2 separate regions of the Mus musculus genome follow, and region 1 is linked to region 2. Evidence: chromatin contacts called from public promoter capture Hi-C data. All regions are on one chromosome and are shown on one strand. The core of a region is the stretch at or near the end of the contact, and the rest is flanking DNA. Distances in the headings are between cores, read along the strand shown. Region 1 holds the start of Sox2 (SRY (sex determining region Y)-box 2). Region 2 holds the start of Dnajc19 (DnaJ heat shock protein family (Hsp40) member C19).

Region 1 (3,890 bases), core at 561-3,060, 570 kb after region 2:
CCACAATTTTTCTGGGTCTAAAGTGGGCATAGTTAGCTGAGTGTGACAATAACAGCCAAGCCTGGGAGAATGGGGATTGGAGATGTGGGGGTGGGGAAGAGGCGTTGGTGGGCAGAGAGGGAAGGATAAACAGGGCAGTTTGTAAGGACAATGAGCGGAGCGTGGCCGGCAGATACCCTTGTGAACGTTTTCTTTAGGCAGAGTTGGGGTAGATGAGGGGAGGAGGGGCCGCGAGAGTATTGCAGGGAAAAAAAAGAAAGAAAGAAAGAAAATAAGTAACCCTGATGGTTTAAGCTCTTTATTTAAAAAAAAAAAAAAAATGGCATCAGGACTTTCTTCCTTCTCTCCCCTCTTTTGTACCCAAGTGCATTTTAGCCACAAAGGTTCCAACAAGAGAGTGGAAGGAAACTTAGACGGGGCTTTGTTTGACTCCGTGTAGCGACAACAAGAGAAACAAAACTACCTATTTGTAACGGACGTGGGGCTGTGGCTCTGGGCTTTTTGAGCGCCTGCCGATTGAAATCTTTACGTCTGGACAATGGGAGATCGGCTAAAATTACCCTCTCGGGTCCTGGGCAGGCAAGATTCTTGAACCCCTACCCCCGCCCCCAGCCCATTCTCCCACAGCCTGGGCTTGCTTGGTGCCGGCTCCTCGGGTTCGGCGGGCCTTCTCTCCGCCTGCACCTGCACCTCTGGACCCCGCGCGCTTCCCAGGCCCCGGCGCCTCTCGGCCGGGCCTTCGTGACTACCACCGTGCCTGTCAGCAGGGGCAATGCCGGCTGCGCTGCCCCATCCTGAGAACGCTGCGTGGGAGGGAGTTTGTGAGCGCAGCCCAAATGCCACCTCCGCGCCTCGCGGTGGGATGCCAGGAAGTTGCGTGACCCTCCCCCCATCCCCTGCACTCGGGAGCTTCTTTCCGTTGATGCTTTCGTCCCCAAGGTTTCCTCTGAAACTGCCACCACTAAAAATCCTCTTGTGTCAGGGTTGGGAGTTAGAAAGAGCGGGAGCAGAGTTCCAGCTTTGCCTTTGCACCCTTTGGATGGGGCAGGTTGGTGGAGTAGGGAATTAGGGGTTGAGGACACGTGCTGCGGTTCCTTGAGCCACACCTGAGTCGGCCTAGGAAAAGGCTGGGAACAAGGCCTGGTCCTAGCTCTGCTCTACAGTCAGCTACATGGGCAGAGGACTCGTGTTTGGGAACCGAGCCGATGACACGGAAGCCAGGAGGGCGCTGAGGCCCGAGGCTTGGGTCTAACTTCTCGTCTGTACGGTGAGAAGAGGGGGTGAGTGGGTGCTGGCGACAAGGTTGGAAGAGGGGCTGCGACAGAGCGCAGTGCCGCGGATGAGCGCAGAAACAATGGCACACCACCTCCGGCTCTGCCAGCTTCCTGAAATACTAGTTGGACAGTCGCCCTGAACCACCCATGGGCCTTGCCCCACCCTGGCCCCAGCTTCCCGCGCCCCATCCACCCTTATGTATCCAAGAGAGAGCCAATATTCCGTAGCATGGGGGAAAGGAGCTGTCGTCTTGGTGCTGTTTACCCACTTCCTTCGAACAGGCGTGCGCCGTGACCTGTTGCTGAAAACGGGGGGCGGGGGGGGGGGATACAAAGGTTCCCCAGCGGCCGGCTGCGGGCCCGCCTCCCCCGCGCGGTTCGGGGCACAGCGCTCTGCTGGGCTCGGCTCGGCGGCGCGGCAGGCCCCGCCCCCTTTCATGCAAAACCCTCTGGCGAGGCTGGGCTCGGGCGCAGGAGCCGGCGCTCGCTGATTGGCCGCCGGAAACCCATTTATTCCCTGACAGCCCCCATCACATGGATGGTTGTCTATTAACTTGTTCAAAAAAGTATCAGGAGTTGTCAAGGCAGAGAAGAGAGTGTTTGCAAAAAGGGAAAAGTACTTTGCTGCCTCTTTAAGACTAGGGCTGGGAGAAAGAAGAGGAGAGAGAAAGAAAGGAGAGAAGTTTGGAGCCCGAGGCTTAAGCCTTTCCAAAAACTAATCACAACAATCGCGGCGGCCCGAGGAGGAGAGCGCCTGTTTTTTCATCCCAATTGCACTTCGCCCGTCTCGAGCTCCGCTTCCCCCCAACTATTCTCCGCCAGATCTCCGCGCAGGGCCGTGCACGCCGAGGCCCCCGCCCGCGGCCCCTGCATCCCGGCCCCCGAGCGCGGCCCCCACAGTCCCGGCCGGGCCGAGGGTTGGCGGCCGCCGGCGGGCCGCGCCCGCCCAGCGCCCGCATGTATAACATGATGGAGACGGAGCTGAAGCCGCCGGGCCCGCAGCAAGCTTCGGGGGGCGGCGGCGGAGGAGGCAACGCCACGGCGGCGGCGACCGGCGGCAACCAGAAGAACAGCCCGGACCGCGTCAAGAGGCCCATGAACGCCTTCATGGTATGGTCCCGGGGGCAGCGGCGTAAGATGGCCCAGGAGAACCCCAAGATGCACAACTCGGAGATCAGCAAGCGCCTGGGCGCGGAGTGGAAACTTTTGTCCGAGACCGAGAAGCGGCCGTTCATCGACGAGGCCAAGCGGCTGCGCGCTCTGCACATGAAGGAGCACCCGGATTATAAATACCGGCCGCGGCGGAAAACCAAGACGCTCATGAAGAAGGATAAGTACACGCTTCCCGGAGGCTTGCTGGCCCCCGGCGGGAACAGCATGGCGAGCGGGGTTGGGGTGGGCGCCGGCCTGGGTGCGGGCGTGAACCAGCGCATGGACAGCTACGCGCACATGAACGGCTGGAGCAACGGCAGCTACAGCATGATGCAGGAGCAGCTGGGCTACCCGCAGCACCCGGGCCTCAACGCTCACGGCGCGGCACAGATGCAACCGATGCACCGCTACGACGTCAGCGCCCTGCAGTACAACTCCATGACCAGCTCGCAGACCTACATGAACGGCTCGCCCACCTACAGCATGTCCTACTCGCAGCAGGGCACCCCCGGTATGGCGCTGGGCTCCATGGGCTCTGTGGTCAAGTCCGAGGCCAGCTCCAGCCCCCCCGTGGTTACCTCTTCCTCCCACTCCAGGGCGCCCTGCCAGGCCGGGGACCTCCGGGACATGATCAGCATGTACCTCCCCGGCGCCGAGGTGCCGGAGCCCGCTGCGCCCAGTAGACTGCACATGGCCCAGCACTACCAGAGCGGCCCGGTGCCCGGCACGGCCATTAACGGCACACTGCCCCTGTCGCACATGTGAGGGCTGGACTGCGAACTGGAGAAGGGGAGAGATTTTCAAAGAGATACAAGGGAATTGGGAGGGGTGCAAAAAGAGGAGAGTAGGAAAAATCTGATAATGCTCAAAAGGAAAAAAAATCTCCGCAGCGAAACGACAGCTGCGGAAAAAAACCACCAATCCCATCCAAATTAACGCAAAAACCGTGATGCCGACTAGAAAACTTTTATGAGAGATCTTGGGACTTCTTTTTGGGGGACTATTTTTGTACAGAGAAAACCTGAGGGCGGCGGGGAGGGCGGGGGAATCGGACCATGTATAGATCTGGAGGAAAAAAACTACGCAAAACTTTTTTTTAAAGTTCTAGTGGTACGTTAGGCGCTTCGCAGGGAGTTCGCAAAAGTCTTTACCAGTAATATTTAGAGCTAGACTCCGGGCGATGAAAAAAAAGTTTTAATATTTGCAAGCAACTTTTGTACAGTATTTATCGAGATAAACATGGCAATCAAATGTCCATTGTTTATAAGCTGAGAATTTGCCAATATTTTTCGAGGAAAGGGTTCTTGCTGGGTTTTGATTCTGCAGCTTAAATTTAGGACCGTTACAAACAAGGAAGGAGTTTATTCGGATTTGAACATTTTAGTTTTAAAATTGTACAAAAGGAAAACATGAGAGCAAGTACTGGCAAGACCGTTTTCGTGGTCTTGTTTAAGGCAAACGTTC
Region 2 (3,950 bases), core at 1,358-3,857:
GTCCAGTATAGTAATAAAAGTTGCTTACCCTTGTCTGGGTGATTTAATAGCATAATCCGGCGATGAGCATCCCTGATCTTCCCTTTATTGGCAGTAGGGCTAATTTGAAAAGGAAAACATACTTGTTGCTTTAGTTTGCTTTAAGAAAACAAAACACCATGAACTATTACAGAAGTGAAGTTAAACATTGAGAACAGTAAAGCAACACAACTGAGAAGCTGTGTGTGAGACAGTAAAATGTGCTTCGTAAGAACCAAAAGTGCTTTAGATGTAGTTAACATCATAACCCTCATTCAACGCTTAGTTTGCATTCCAGAGTAGACTTTAGATTACTCCAGGCAGCAGTGAGCACTGTCCCAGTGTTACACGTGTGAGTTCTATCCCCAGCAACTACTTCATTCTCAATTACTACTAGGAATTACCTTACCCTACATCTCAGAACTGAGTAGACATCTTACCTTACACCTAATATTAATGCTGCTTCCCGTTTTGTCATTTTGGGTTCAAATCCACCTCTGTAGTACCCACCACCGAATGCCTGAAAGAAATTGAATTGGAAGAAAAGATTAATGAAGTAAATGGAAGTTGGTTAAATCTGTAAAAGAAGTGGTACATTTCAGGGAAGTACAAGTGTACTTCCCAAGGCACTTTAGCTTGACCAGGGGTAGCCAACTATTTTAAGATGTGTTAAACACCCATTTCTTGCAACTAAACTGGAACAGTGTCTTGAGAACATAAGATGGGAGGGGGGGAGGGGAGATGAGTGAATGGCAGCCACTCTCATCCATATTCCAGACAGAAACTTGATCCCCGTAAAACAGGAGTTTCAAAAGGTCTCAAAAGACGACCTGGAGATCTCGAAAAGATTCAAGGCAACAACTAAAATAAGACTTTATGGTAGGGACATTTATGCCATCAGAATCTTAACCTTAGTAGAGATCATGTACAACAAGGCCCTATGCTCCTGCCCAAGCTCCATGACATGGCCTCTCAAAGTCCTGACTAGCAGCAGCTTTGTGCTTTACACCCAGTTCAGAGCCGTTATCTAACATCGCTGCAAAGCTATCCTATGTGACAAAACACGAGGGAAGGCAGCTGGACAGATAAACCTGGGTCAACAGTATATGTAGTAAAATTAATTGCTAACTACCTGCTATCGTTCTAAATCTGCAAAGGCCACCCACCCTCAGTTGTCACATGTGAAAACCAACTCCCAGTGTGGCCCATTGCAAGGTTTACAACTCCACACTGAGCTCCATGGACCTGTGGAATTCACCTTACAGGCAAGCTCCAGGCTTCAAATACAGGCAAGTTAGTTAGCAAGAAGGTTCACTTACAGATTTTGGTAGGCTCTGAAAAACTTGTTTTACTTGAGGCTCCACATGCTTCATGGCTTGTAAAACATAACGGCCTAAAACCAAAAGCAACAGAATAAGCAAATCCATGCATAACCAGTCTGCTCCACCCCCAACCCACAGACAAACCTGCAAATCCTGCAGCAGCAATGGTCAACCCGACTGCTACCACTGTGCTGGCCTGTAATGGAGGAGAAGAGCAAGTCTTTACTACTCTTAATTGCTACCTATTCCGCAGCCAAACTCATTACGACCTTCATTTTGGTGAAAGGTGGGTTCTTTTTCCCTTTTGGGGCAGGATTAGGGATGGAACCTAGTGTGTGTCTCATGCTGGTAAGGTGCCTACAACTCCAGCCTTTCTCAAAGTTCCAACACTTTTATTCTGAGGTGGAGTCTTGCTAAAATTGTCCAGGCTGCCCACGAATTTGCGACTAGCTCTCTAAGCAACTGGGACTTTACAGAGTGCAGCACAGGGTCTGCTGGAAGAAACATTTTTTTTTCTAATAGAAATATGTCTTTAAAACTACTGCAGTTGGACGTGGTGCACATTGGCGGCTTGCATTTAGTCCCCGGACTTGGGAAACATTGGCAGGTGAATTTCTGTACGTTCTGGGACTTCCAGGACTACAAAGTGAAACCCTGTTTAAAAAAAAAAAATTAAACTACTGCAATTTTTATCCACAATTTATTGTCAGAGTATGGGATTTTCACCAAGAAGAAAAGGGTAAGTCATCTTTACCCACAACAGTAAGATGGTGATTTTTCAGCCATGGAAGAGAACTTTAACCCTTGGGCATTGGAACCCCTTTCTAGTTTAGACAAGACCGGTGAAAATAAGATTTCTGCTGGATTTGGAAACAGTGCTTGCAAAGGCTCCCTGATCCCATAAGGTATTTCCACCGTAAAGAGGGGAGGAGTGCGGAGATGGTAGTGGGGTAACAGCCCGACCTCCTAGGAGGCACAAACGTGTGCCTGCCTGCAAGCAGATAAGGGGTGTCAGCTGGAGCCACCGGAGGCCGGAGTAAAGGTCAGTCTCCGTATCCGCCCAGCGCCCCTTCGGAGCCCGTCAGCGCCGACCACTCACCATGACTCCACTCCGCGGCTCGGCACCGCGCGCTCATCCCAGCGCGAGCCCACCGCCACGGTACAGCTGTGGAGAACGACAGGGCCGAGCCAGCGATGCCGCCACTTCCACTAGCGCCGCGCAACACGGCAGCGGCGCCGTAAAGTGCGTCGGAACTGTCGCACAAAGTGCCGCACAAAGGGCCTCACCAACTCCGGTTGACGGAGAGGTCGGACTGGGGCGGGACTGGCCATGCCCTCTGCCCGGGATTCCTGACTTGCAAGTCCAATATCCGGCCCTAAAACAGGCTTTCCCGCTAAAACCTATCTCCCTAACTTTGCTTTATATAGGTTATTCCGCCCACCCCGTGGAAGTAGCGTTGTTTTTCACATGAGGCATTTATTTTGTCTTCTGTGCATCTTTTGCTACCCTGGGCTGTCGCCAGTAGATGTCAAGAAGCCACAAGGCTGATCTTCATGGCCTGCAGAGACATCTTTCTTCTTCTGGCTTGGAACGTAGTTAGATCTATAAACATCAGAAACGATATGGAAAATGATTTTTTCCAGTCTTTTTTTTTTTTCCATCTTCCTTCCTGATGTCTGCTTCAGGCTATGTAGATTTGTTCACTAAAAATACAGCTCCTGTTGTGTGTTCACCATGAATTTTTTCTCTCCTGTTTTAGCCTGACTTACTATTTGTGTAATTAAAAGAGCTTCTTGTACCTGTGTTGCTCACAGCATGTGGTTGTTTGGCCTAAGCATGGCAAATGCACTTGACTAGAAGGAAAGTGACTAGGAGCTGTCTTTTTGCATAAAGGCTGTAAGTTGTGAGAATATAAAAGCCATATGTGACCCCAAGGGAAGCTAGAAACTAAGGTAGCTGTTCTTTGTCAATGAATTCCTGTTAATCTTGCCAGTCTTCGCCTGCTACTTCCCCAAGCTTCTCCCCTTTGTTGTCAGAAGACCATTGTGTGAATGTATCATATTTTGCTTATCTTTCCGTTTCTCATGGGTTGTTTCTGTGGTGTAGCTGTGGGGAGTGTCATGTCTGTGGGCATGGATGTACAGAAACTAGGCAGAGACTTATTCCTTTCTCCTGGCTAGGTGGGCAGACATGAAATCCAGGCATGCTGTGAGGATTGGACTTTCACTTGTCGTGCTTTGAATCTGAGCTGTCTCTCAGAGGCTCATGCATGGATTCGTGTGTGTGTGTGTGTGTGTGTGTGTGTGTGTGTTTGTGTGTGTGTGTTAAGAACTCATGGCAGGGATGTGTTAGAGGTAGGGTATTGGGAAGGTAACTGGATCGAAAGGCTCTAAGAAGATGAGTGGATTGATCAGTTGGTTCTTGGCTTGGTGGATGGTGGGAGGTGATGGGGACGTAGCTGAATCATAGTTATGCGGAGCAGGTTCTTGTCTCTAGCTCCTCCCTTTCTTTGCTTCTTGGCCATCATTCATCTCTGCTGGTAGGTCCGACATTCCCCATCCTAAGGTTCTGCTTCACCACACATCCAGAAACAATGGGATCAGACGACT

Evidence for each region. Promoter capture Hi-C pulls out the DNA fragments that hold promoters and counts their contacts.
Region 1: a contact with region 2 is called in a promoter capture Hi-C map of neural stem cells. The contact joins the promoter of Sox2 here to the promoter of Dnajc19 in region 2. A contact is called at or near these places in 8 of 39 promoter capture datasets (the 3T3-L1 cell line, cranial neural crest, embryonic stem cells and 5 more), 1 of 15 datasets of contacts at CTCF or cohesin (stem cell-derived epiblast-like cells), 8 of 484 Hi-C or Micro-C datasets (adipose-derived mesenchymal stem cells, embryonic fibroblasts, nephron progenitors and 4 more), 10 of 115 datasets of contacts at active chromatin or transcription factors (SST interneurons, astrocytes, embryonic brain and 5 more) and 1 of 9 other capture datasets (embryonic stem cells).

The regions. Positions count from the first base shown.
Region 1 is chr3:34,648,185-34,652,074 of GRCm38.p6, forward strand. It overlaps Sox2 (SRY (sex determining region Y)-box 2), which reads left to right and starts at 1,811. Exons shown (of 1, transcript NM_011443.4): 1 at 1,811-3,890. The coding sequence starts at 2,232. The coding sequence ends at 3,191. All of the region lies in intron 3 of Sox2ot (SOX2 overlapping transcript (non-protein coding)), which reads left to right. RefSeq lists a promoter at 1,298-2,048.
Region 2 is chr3:34,078,747-34,082,696 of GRCm38.p6, forward strand. It overlaps Dnajc19 (DnaJ heat shock protein family (Hsp40) member C19), which reads right to left and starts at 2,608. Exons shown (of 6, transcript NM_026332.4): 1 at 2,440-2,608; 2 at 1,485-1,536; 3 at 1,338-1,411; 4 at 459-538; 5 at 29-99. The coding sequence starts at 2,442.